Regions from separate parts of the Sus scrofa genome. Here all the other regions are linked to region 1. A link is a contact called in public Hi-C data. All regions are on one chromosome and are shown on one strand. The core of a region is the stretch at or near the end of the contact, and the rest is flanking DNA. Distances in the headings are between cores, read along the strand shown.

The links. Hi-C and Micro-C count contacts between places; a contact is called where the count stands out from the background.
Region 2: a contact with region 1 is called in a Hi-C map of skeletal muscle, with 4 times the contacts expected there. A contact is called at or near these places in 3 of 5 promoter capture datasets (fetal liver and liver), 8 of 47 Hi-C or Micro-C datasets (embryonic fibroblasts, epiblast stem cells, fetal liver and 4 more) and 1 of 2 datasets of targeted methods (skeletal muscle).
Region 3: a Hi-C map of skeletal muscle shows a contact between it and region 1, with 2.1 times the contacts expected there. A contact is called at or near these places in 5 of 47 Hi-C or Micro-C datasets (liver, psoas muscle and skeletal muscle) and 1 of 2 datasets of targeted methods (skeletal muscle).
Region 4: a contact with region 1 is called in a Hi-C map of skeletal muscle, with 1.9 times the contacts expected there. A contact is called at or near these places in 5 of 47 Hi-C or Micro-C datasets (brain, heart right ventricle, liver and 1 more) and 1 of 2 datasets of targeted methods (skeletal muscle).

The regions. Positions count from the first base shown.
Region 1 is chr5:12,121,259-12,123,903 of Sscrofa11.1, reverse strand. The region is part of intron 4 of SYN3 (synapsin-3); the gene reads right to left. Among named protein-coding and RNA genes, the nearest start is that of MIR9790, 94 kb to the right of the region's middle.
Region 2 is chr5:12,241,262-12,243,906 of Sscrofa11.1, reverse strand. It overlaps TIMP3 (metalloproteinase inhibitor 3), which reads left to right and starts at 1,308. Exons shown (of 5, transcript XM_003126073.6): 1 at 1,308-1,746. The coding sequence starts at 1,626. The region is part of intron 6 of SYN3 (synapsin-3); the gene reads right to left.
Region 3 is chr5:12,217,891-12,220,535 of Sscrofa11.1, reverse strand. All of the region lies in intron 6 of SYN3 (synapsin-3), which reads right to left. All of the region lies in intron 1 of TIMP3 (metalloproteinase inhibitor 3), which reads left to right. Among named protein-coding and RNA genes, the nearest start is that of TIMP3, 23 kb to the left of the region's middle.
Region 4 is chr5:12,196,007-12,198,651 of Sscrofa11.1, reverse strand. All of the region lies in intron 6 of SYN3 (synapsin-3), which reads right to left. All of the region lies in intron 2 of TIMP3 (metalloproteinase inhibitor 3), which reads left to right. Among named protein-coding and RNA genes, the nearest start is that of TIMP3, 45 kb to the left of the region's middle.

The sequences.
Region 1 (2,645 bases), core at 99-2,598:
GGGACAGGAGTGCACCAGGCCAAGGGAGGTCTCTGCCTTCCTTCTTTGCCTCTTCTGGCCCCAAAGCTGCCCCTTACCTGTGTGCACATCCATTCAGTCAAGAGAGGGAGAGAGAGAGACAGAGAGACAAAGACAGAGAAGGGAAGCTCCTCCTCCAAATCCACAGGGCTCACTCTGCTCACTTTATTTAGGTTTCTACTCAAGTTGCCTCCTCAGAGAAGGCTTCCCTGATTACCCACCTCAAGTACCAGTCACTCTCCATCTCCTTTTCCTTCAACCTTTTCTCATGATCTGCCATTAGAACGCATATTTGTTTTCTTTTTTGTTGTCAGTTTTCTGTAGCTTAAATCTCAGTTCCACAAAAGCTATTGTCTATTTTTTTCACGGTTGTATCCCCTGGCACATCTTTAATAAATGAAAAAAAAAAACAAAAAACAAAAAACAAAAAAAAAAAACGGAAAGTAGGAAACGCTCAGTAGGTATGTAACCACTTAGGAGAACTGAAGGGAACACTTTTCCAAACAGACACAGGCACCAAGAAAGGAGAGCAGAAACTGAGCTCTTTGTGACTTGCTGGAGTGTGCCTGGCACTCTGAACTTGCTCAATAAATATTTGTCGAATGAATGAGTATCTGGAATTTGAAATTCCAAGTTCAGGAAGCTTGGAAGACTTTGAACAATTATGTGTGAAGTAAACATTATTTTATAATGTTCTTCGACGGGATGTTTTGAGAGTTCTCAGGATTGAGAGCTGATCCTGACACAAAAACTAATGTGTTAGGAGGGTTCAGACAAGTCAGCCTCCTCCCTGCCTCCTGGGCCACAGTTTGCCCATCTGTAAAAAGAGGACACACAGAAAACTCTAAGGAACTCTACTAACTCTGGACCTCTAAGATTTTGTAAAATAAATTCTCTTATGGGACAGGCCCACACAACTCCATCTTGCCCCAAACATCCTCCCTGGAAACTAAAAGCCTGGGGTGGCTATGGGGGTAGAGTTTTTAAGAGTCTTCAATGCCTTTCTGCAAGGTCCTATGTTACTTTGCTTTCTGGCTCCCTCTCTTCAACCTTCTCTGAGGTCTGACCTTCTAATGAGCAGAGACACATTATCAGCCGCTGTGGTTTGAACGGGTGCCTGTAATTTAGTGTTGCCTAATGTTGGACACTGAAAGCAGGGCTTGCGTAATTAGGCTGGGGCCTCATTAACGTCTGCTTCCTTGGGTGTTTTTCATTCTTGCTTTCTCCTGTCCTGTATTTCGAATCCCATCTGTCTGTATGGACACGGCTGCCCTTTTTTTTTTTTTTTTTTATTGCTCCATTGTGAAGCCAGGCTTGAATTTGGGCCCAGAATGGCCACAGCCATCCACAAGGCATGAATCTTAACATGCCCTGGAATGGCCCCTGCTCTGCTCTCTAAATAGAATTATGCAACTTTACTGAGAACCTGGATTGTCTGAGTTGCTCTTGAGCACCTCGAGCTGGCTGGCAGTCCACCCTCGGTTTGGGTGTTTGACAGAAACCAGAGCAAGGGGTGCTATCAACTTAATTACTATAATTATTCATGATTTAATCAACTCGTGTGCAATACTTTGCGATTTACAAAGCACTAGTAGAACGTGGCCGAGCAGAAAAGCGGACTGTTTTGTTTACTGGTGATTCCTGAGAGTTATTCTCTTTGGGGACCCTCCCGCCCCGACGCCATTCTTCTCTGCGCTGCTCTGAGCCCCTCTGTAGACAGCATCAATCGGCTCTCTTGCTCACTGGGCCAAGTGAGGCCCCAGCAGGAGATGGAGGGCAGAGGTGGTGGTGCTTCTTCCGGCTTCAGCGCCATGACTTTGGAGGTAGCCAAGTTCCTCTAAAACTATTGCTTCAACTGCATGTCCCTCCTGCCCAAGTCTAGCCTAAACCTACCAGATTTAGTCTAATAATTCTCCTTCCTCTCCTAATGATGATAACGCTTCTTGCTGTTACTATTCGATGCCTCATGTTCTCTGAGCTCCACATATGCCTCTGTAAGTGATTCCTTCATTAGAATCTCTCTAAACTATTTGGGGGTGATTTTTGTTTTCCGCCTAACCCTTGTCTGATATAATTCTTAATATCTAGAATGGAGCCTGGAACATAGTAGGCCCTTAATAAACATATGTGGAATGAAGGAACAAACTTTCACATACAACATCTCATTTAATCCTTATAAAAACTATGTAGAATATAATACTATTATCTTTTACATATGAAAAATCTGACATTCAGAGAGGTAGAATCTGAGGTCTGAGTGACAGATTTCTAAGAGAGAATAACACACACATCCTGCACCCCAAGTGGACCTGAGCCACACTCAGCACCAGGAGAAATTTCTATTTCCTCCTGCTTTCTGCACAGACTCAGAGTCCACTCATGCCAACTTGGGGTGGGCTCAACAGGACCAGATGCTGTGGTGTGGACAGAGGTAATGTAAGGAAGAGAATAACATTCCAGGGTTTGAAGACACTGGAAATACACTTGGCATAGACTCAGAGGCCCGGGCTCAAATCCAAGTGTTGTCTTTTTCTTCTCCTCCCTACCCCAGCTTTAGTGAGGTATGATTAACAAATAAAAGTTGTATAGATTTAAGGCATACAACATATTTTGTCATATATTTAAGG
Region 2 (2,645 bases), core at 59-2,558, 120 kb before region 1:
AATGCCCCTCTTAAGGTGGCAGCGGTGAATCGAGTTCCTGGATGGTTGCCAAGTCACGTCACTTTACTGTGCCAGTTTCCTCATCTGGAAAGTGTGAATAATACTTTGTGCTTTTCCTATCTAAAAGGATTATTGTGAGATGTAATGAGGTGAGGTGTGAAAAATATAAGGCGGGATCAATGTGTTACCGAATAATAAAAACGGTCATAGTATTAGTTATTAGCAGTTATCCATTACAGCTAATAGTTCTCCATGATCTACTTTTATCCCAGTTTGGGGTCAGTTCACCCCAAATTCTTTGCTAAAGGATGGAAACCTGTCTGCCCTAGATGGGGTTACTCCTTTCTCCTGCCCTTTCTATTTAACTGTTTTTTTTTTTTTTTTTTTTTTTTTTTTTTTTTTTTAAATAAGCTCAGGGCTTTTGCACTTGATGTTCTCTCCACCAAGACTGCCACATGGCTGAGGCTTTCATTCTCATCTCAGCCAGGATGTCACCTCCTCAGCCAGACTTCTTCTTATTATCCCATAGACAGCAGCGCCCTTCCTAGTCCTTTCTAGCTCATTATTCTGTTTTATTTTCTTCATGGCACCTTAGAAAATCACCCTATGTATTTACTGATGTATATAGCCTGCAGTTCCATAGGAGTAGTTTCTTTTGCTCATGCCAGCATCCAGAACAATGTTTGTTGAATGACTTCACAATTTACTCTGTCTGAACCCAGGAAACAATCTTTTATTACTGTTAGCTCCAAAAAGCAGATGGCTCCCTTCCATGCAGGAAAGTCAGGGATGGAGGTAAGGGGTGTAGCGGGGGTGTGTGGTGATAGGTCATCAACCTAGTTCTTTCCCCAGAGTCTGCACTCTCCAGAGAAGGTAGAGAGCCATCAGCTATCCTTTCCACCAGCCACAAAATCTCCAGGGCCAGGGCCACCTCTAACCTGCCAGAGGGGTTGGTGCTGGAGTGGATGGCAGTTGATTCTGGTTTGGGTCAGAGGCTCCCAGAGGGCAGGGTGGGCAAGAGGCGAGGGTGCAGGCAAGAAGCGGACGGGGGCGCCGCTCTGACGGCCTCTCTGCAAGCGCGTATCAGAGGCACGTCCAGCCCACCCACTCGCGTGCCCATAGCAGCATTATTCCCTATAAGGATCTGAACTGTCCGGGGGCGGCCCCGCCCCGTCGCCCCGAGCCCCCAGCCCCGCCCCCTTTTTGGAGGGCCGATGAGGTAATGCGCCTCTGCCATTGGTCGGAGGGGGCGGGCCCCGCGCTCCGGAGAGGGGCGTGCCGGGGGGACGCGCTCTATATCACCCGGCCGCCGGGCTGCGGCGCAGAGCGGGCAGCAGGCGGGCGCTGGGACAGCTTCTTCTCCTCCTGCTCCTCGGGCTTCTCCAGCTCTTGCTACAGCTCCCGCTTCTTCGCCCAGAGTGACTGCCCACTCGCCGAATCGTGTGCCAGCGCCGAGGCAACCTCGCCTCACCCCAGCCCGTCCCGCTGGGCACTCGGAGGGCGGCGTACCCGAAGCCAAAGTTGCTCCACACGGCCGGGCGGGCGAGCTCAGGCTGCAGCGACCCCGCCAGCGGCGTGTACCGCAACTTTGGAGAGGCGAAAGCAGCCCGGCAGCGGCAGCGGCAATGACTCCCTGGCTCGGGCTTGTCGTGCTCCTGGGCAGCTGGAGTCTGGGGGACTGGGGCGCCGAGGCGTGCACATGCTCGCCCAGTCACCCCCAGGACGCCTTCTGCAACTCTGACATCGGTAAGCGCTCCGGGTGTCCCCGCAGGAGCCCCCGCGGTTCTCGCTCGCGCGCTGCAGCCAGACTTGGGTGTTGCTCTGGGTGGCATGGCGAACCCCTCTCCTTTTCTCTGCCTAGGCTCGGGCGGGTTGGAGATACTCAGGTTCCTGCGGCGGGGGCTCTGGCTTGACCGAGGGGGGAGATGCCCTGCAGAGAAATCCACTGGACCAGAGTGAACCCCTTGTAACTATGCTCTTTTAGGGCGTGAGGTCCCTAATAGTCCTTTTGACATCTGGAAAATTTCCTTTTTCTCTTGGGAGGATGGGCTGGGGGAGCAAGGTGGGGAGAGTGTTTCTAAAACTTGGAATGCCAACTAAAACGCTGCGACGGTGAATCTTTAAAAAAAGAAAAAAAAAAAAAAAGAAAAAAAAAGAAAAGAAAAAGAAAAAAGAAAAAAGAAAAGTCGCCAGACTTGTACAGGGAAAGTTGCAGGAGAAACTTGAAGTTTTCTGAGTTTGCCTCATCTCCTGCACCCATGAATTTAATTCTTTTCAATGAGACCCAACCGAGCCTCACACTCCCTAGGCAAGTGCTAACTGAGCTTCTTGGCCTGACCAGTTTGGGTAGATTTAAGGAGAAAAATGAGAAGAAAGCCTTGGGGTTGACCCTCCCCAGAGAAACTGTGTTTGAGAGTGTTGATAGCAAGCAGAAGGTGGCGTGTGTGAGGGATCACTTATCATATAGCTGTGAGAATTCACAGGAAGGTTATTTTTTTTTTCCTTGAATGTGTGTGGGGAGGGGGACACAGCAATGGAAAACGGATTTGTCACCAAGAGAACAAAGATGCCAGGGGTCACATCATGGTGACTCTTTCAAATCAGACTTAGCATCTTGATTAGAGACTCGGTAAGAAGTAGAACCA
Region 3 (2,645 bases), core at 51-2,550, 97 kb before region 1:
ATATAGTTTTTTTTTTGTCTGCCTCTTTTTTCCCCAACTTTTCTTCAGTAAAGTTGTACTATTTACATAAGAAATAAATAATGTAACAAAATAAAAAGCATATGGAGTTCCCATTGTGGCTCAGCAGTAATGAAACCAATTAGTATCCAGGAGGACATGGGTTCGATCCCTGGCCCCACTCAGTGTGTTAAGGTCTGTGTCGCTGTGAGCTTTGGTGTAGGTTGCAGACACAGCTTGGATCCTGAGTTGCTGTGGCTGTGTTGTAGGCTGGCAGCTATAGCTCCGATTCGACCCCTAGCCTGGGAACTTCCGTATGCCTCAGATGCAGCCCTAAAAAAACAAAAAGAAAGAAGGAAGGAAGGAAAGGAAGGAAGGAGGGAAGGAAGGAAGAAAAAAGAAAGAAAGAAAAAAAGAAAGACAGAAAGAGCATAGATAAAGCCCCAGGAAACTGGCAGGTAAGTGCATGGACCAGGAACTGTAGCAGAAAAACAGATACCTTACTCTCTTTTGTCAAATTCTAGCCGTGAGGCCTTGGGAAATTTCAGTGTCCTTACTGTACAGATCACAGGCAATTGAGGTCTTAAGATGTTAACAGTAATTTTTTAAAAACTCTATACTCTGACTATGTCATCTTAATTATTCTTTTCTCTGAACTCCCTGGCATTTTAGATAGTGCATTTTAGCTGGAATACAATTTACTGTGCATCTTCAGTTTCTCCAAACATTTGCTAAGCACCAGGGTGTCCACTATCCAGGCCCAAGCTTGTCACCCAGAGTCCTGTGAGTGAGTGAGTGAAGGCACTGAGCTAGGCTTCTTCAAATCTGCTCTCCTACTCGACCTTGTGACAGCCCTGAGAGGTTGCTTCCACTCTCCTCTCACTCCACTTGAGGACGTCTAGAGGTGGAGATGGGTTTGAATCCAGAACGCTGGCTTCCAAGCCCAGCAGAAGGAAAAGGGCTGGAACTCCACAGACAGCATGTTTTCCAGCTCTCCTGCTCTGAGCCCTGGGATCTCATCTTGGGGTACAGGGCTTTGCTGACCATGATTCTTACAAGGATCCTTACAAGGGCCCACTCTGAAATTAAAAATCCCTAAGTGAACAAACCTCCAGCTTTCCTTCTCTTTCCTTCTCAGTCCTGAAAGCGAGGCCAGGAGAGATGAGCTTCTGCCAGGAATTCGGCAAGGGAGTTTGCATGGAGTGTCGGTTTCTCTACATTGCTGGGTGTTAGCTTACCCCCGTCCGGCACCAGCAGCAAAAGCAGAGTCAGGCGTGGCTGAGAGCAAAGCTCCCAGTTTAAATATGTGAATTCATCTGTGCCTGGACAGCTGCATAGCTCAAGCAGGGTAGAATCTGCTGCCCTACCCTATTTCCTTGAAATCCATACAGGGACACAGTTCCAAGGAGCTGGTGCCAGGACCTGCAAGCTCCTACTTGTAAAAGTAGATTTTAAAACATGTGAGGACACAGGCCTCCTCTCGTGCCTCTGGACTTCTCTAGGTGTCAGCATGAATCTCATGGGCGCCTAAAGTGACCCTGGGAGGTGGGCAGGGAAGGGGGGGCGATGACAATTATTAATTCCTTTGCTTTCACTCCATCCCTCCCTCCACTCCATTCTCCGAAAAGCAGCCAGAGTGACCTTTTTAAAATGTCATTCAGATCTTGGTACTACCCTACTTAAAGCCTTCCAGTGGCTTCCCAATTCCATAATGAGTTCTAGAAAGCTCTGTGGGATTTGGCCTCTGTCTCCTCTTGCCTTGCTGTGGCCATACTGGCCTTCTGGCTGTCCCTTGAATGTTCTAAGCTCCAAGTCTGTCCCTGTCTCATGGACTTTGAACTTGCTGTCCCTTCTCCCTGGAACACTCTGTCCCCAGATTTTCACTGGCTGGCTCCTTCTCATCATGAAGGTGTCAACTTGGATGTTACCTCCCTGGAGAGGCCTTCCCCTGCCCACCCCATCTTACAGTTCCACCCACCACCCCCATTCTCTATCTCCTTTTCTCTAGCACCTGACATCTTACTGGGTATTTGTTTATTGTTCTGTCTCTGCCATCATCATTTAAGCACTGAAAGAGCAGAGTCCTTACTTGTGTGTCTCACTGCTTAGATCATATTTGCAACTCTGATATTTGTTAAATGCAGGAATGCATGCTATTTTGAAAGATGAGGAAATGGAGGCTCAGACAAGTAAAGAATCTTGCCCCAGTTTATCCAACTAGCAGAGACAATGGTGGACTGCAGCTTAGCTCCTGTGCTCCAGCCTAGAGTGGGCGAAACTCAAGAAGGAGAGTTCTTATAGGGCCACTTAGGAGCAGACAGCCTCTCAAGACAGAATACTTTTAAGCTGATGTGAAGCAGCAGATCTTTCAGAGATATAAGCCTCTGGGAGATTCTGCCATCTGTCCGCTACTGCACTAGAGCCTCAGAAGGAGGTCAGCAATCCAGCCACTTGCCAACTGCTGCACCCAGGAAGGAAGGACCAGAATTTAAAGAAGCCTCTCCTGCCCACCTAGATGAGCCTTCCAGACCACAGGCAGGGCCACATGGACTTATAGATTTTTAAGGGCCATTATGCAATCTCTTTGCTTCCCAGTTGGGGCAACACGTCCTGGGATGAGACTGACTTGCCCATGACTACTCTGTGGT
Region 4 (2,645 bases), core at 107-2,606, 75 kb before region 1:
CAATCCTAGGCCCCATGAAGGTTTGGGGGGATTTTTCTTTCTTTTCTTTTCTTTTTTTTTTTTTTGCCAGTGAGTCTTGGCCAATGGAGGCAAGTAGGATTTGACTTCTGGTGTGTGTTTGCTCAGTGTCTGAGCCCCAGCCCCAGTCCTACACCTGGTGTGAGAGGATGTAGGCAAGGCAGCAGAAAGGGATGGGTGGTGGATGCTTCATCCAGAGCTAAGGCAGGCAGAGTCCCTCAGAGGCAGCTGTAAAGAAGCTGGGCTCTGGAACTAGACAGCAGATAGCCCTGTTACCTCGTAACTCTGAGACACTGGCCAAGGCCCTGCCTCTTCCTGGTCTTCTCATCTGTAACATCGGGGGTGGGGTGTGTGGACTAGATGCTCTCTCTGGGCTCTTCCAAGGTCTGACTTTTTGAGATTCAACAATGCCTATTGGTCTTATGTAGTCACTGAGGTCACAACTTAGGTTTAACCCCTCAAGACTTCACATTGCCTTGTGCTGATCACAGGAACTTCAAACCCAGGTAGGAACTGCGCCCTCTTTCCCTATTTTCCTTCCACTTAGCTCACTTGCCTTAGAATTATCCCTTTTCCTGAGCTCAGTTTTACCATCTGTTAACAGTGCGGGGTTGGACTGGGTATACCTAAGAGCCCTCCTGGTTCAGGCATTTCAGGATTCTAAGTGCCCTGGGACACCAGCTGCATTACTTCTAAGCAGGAGCTCATTTGGGTGCTTCAGCAGCCAGCTGGGCCTCTGCTCTGAACAGTTTGGCAGCTGGCCACATCCCACCTTTGTCAGTGCCTCCCTACGTGCAGCACTCTGTGCCGGGAGCCCTGGAGGCCACGAGGAAGACGTGCTTCCTATGCTTAGGAACTACACTCAGGCGGGGAGAGAAGACACATGTGCATGACTAATCAGAGGTTCAAGATGGGGTGTGCCCAGGTCTCAGTGGACTGCCAGCCTTGTACTCAGTGCTCGTATTTGCATTCCTAGCAATTAGGGTGGGACCCGGCAGGCTAGAGGGACTTGGTGAATGCTTGTTCATCTAATAAGGGAATGAGGAAACTTATTTCCACTAGCTTAGAGGAAACTCCCCAGAGGAGACAAGCCTTGATGCCCCCTGGATGGAATTGAGAGGAGGAATAACACAGCCTATAGGTGGTACTCAGCCATCTCAGAGGCAGACCTCCTATGCATTATTCCTGTGTCCTGAGGCCTGAGATTAGATGTACTGAGTTTGTGGAACCTGTTGCTTTGGATTCAATTTTGGAAACATCCACAGCCTTCTGGTTATGTAATGTCCAGAGTCAGCCCTGGCCAGCTGCCCTTGGCTGCCCAAGCCTGGTCATGGGACCAGCTTATGTCTTCAGACAGCCACGGGGAAAGAAGAGTGGGCGGAGGGGGACCAACAAGAGCAGTATCAACCCAAAACACCCACTGTGTAACCCCTGGCGGCTGAGGAGCAAATGCCAAAGCAGATTAAACAAAAGCAGAGGTTCAGGAGGTGCATTCCCTGCCTGCTCTAGAACAATCCTTCCCATTGTGAGATGCTTGGTAGCCAGCATAGAGCTGGGAGGGGAAGAGCTGGGCAGAGTTCCTCAGCTTGCTTAGCTTCCCTTCTTCCGGACCTGGAAGCCAGGTTGACCAGAGGCCCTTGCTGTGGGCAGAATGTCCCATTCCACTCACACTGGGTGTAAGAACAGCTACTGAGGAGATGTTTAGAGGCCAAATAATACTTCCTTTCCTATCCACTTCAGAGCACACACACCCACTCCAAATGCTGGTCTTATGCTGGCCATTCACCGTTTCTCAGGTCCATGGATCAGGGTGCTGGGCATTAGATAAAATAAAATCCCTTGTTTTACTTGTGATCTAGGCTCAAAGGGAAATAAGTTGCTCAAAGTCACACATTTTATTAAAGGCAGTTCTATTTCCCAAGCTGAAGTGTCAGGATTCCTTTCTAATCCTGCGTGTTCTTTCTATGACCCCCCCGCCAAAACTCCCTGCCATCTTACTTTGATCATCAACTACTGTCTAATATCTTTTATCAACTCTGCCCCTGCTAACAGCCCAATATGAGATTACCCACAGAACTGGTCATTACCCTTCTACCCAGAGAGGCCACTGGATTCTGCCGGTCTCCAGGTTACCGGTCTGCTAATCCAAGAAGGTATGGGATCCAGGAGTAGGTTATCTGATCATCCTCCCTCCCTGCTTTCTCTTTCCCTCCTCCCCATCCTCTCTGTGCTTAGCACTGAGCTTTGGGCTCCAGATACAAAGATAATTGTTATAATGAATATAAGACTCCATATAAGTCACGGTGAATGAGCATTGTACCATGCATCCTGATAAGCCACACATGGATTAGTTGTCACTGCAACCCTATGGAATTAGCCTCTACTTTGCAGGTGAGACTTGGAAAGGTTATATAGTCAAGATCATGTAGCTAGAACGCAGCAAACCAGAGGTTTTGCCTACAAGGAGATTACACAGCAGTGAAGCAGCAGGCTGATTCATCATTCCTACACACTGTGGGGGCTCCCCCCATCCTATTTGTATCTAGTGCCCCAAGGGAACAAAAGGAGGTTAGCTTGGGTTTGTGGGTTTGTCATCCAACACTGTAGCTCTTGACTTGCAAAGGGTG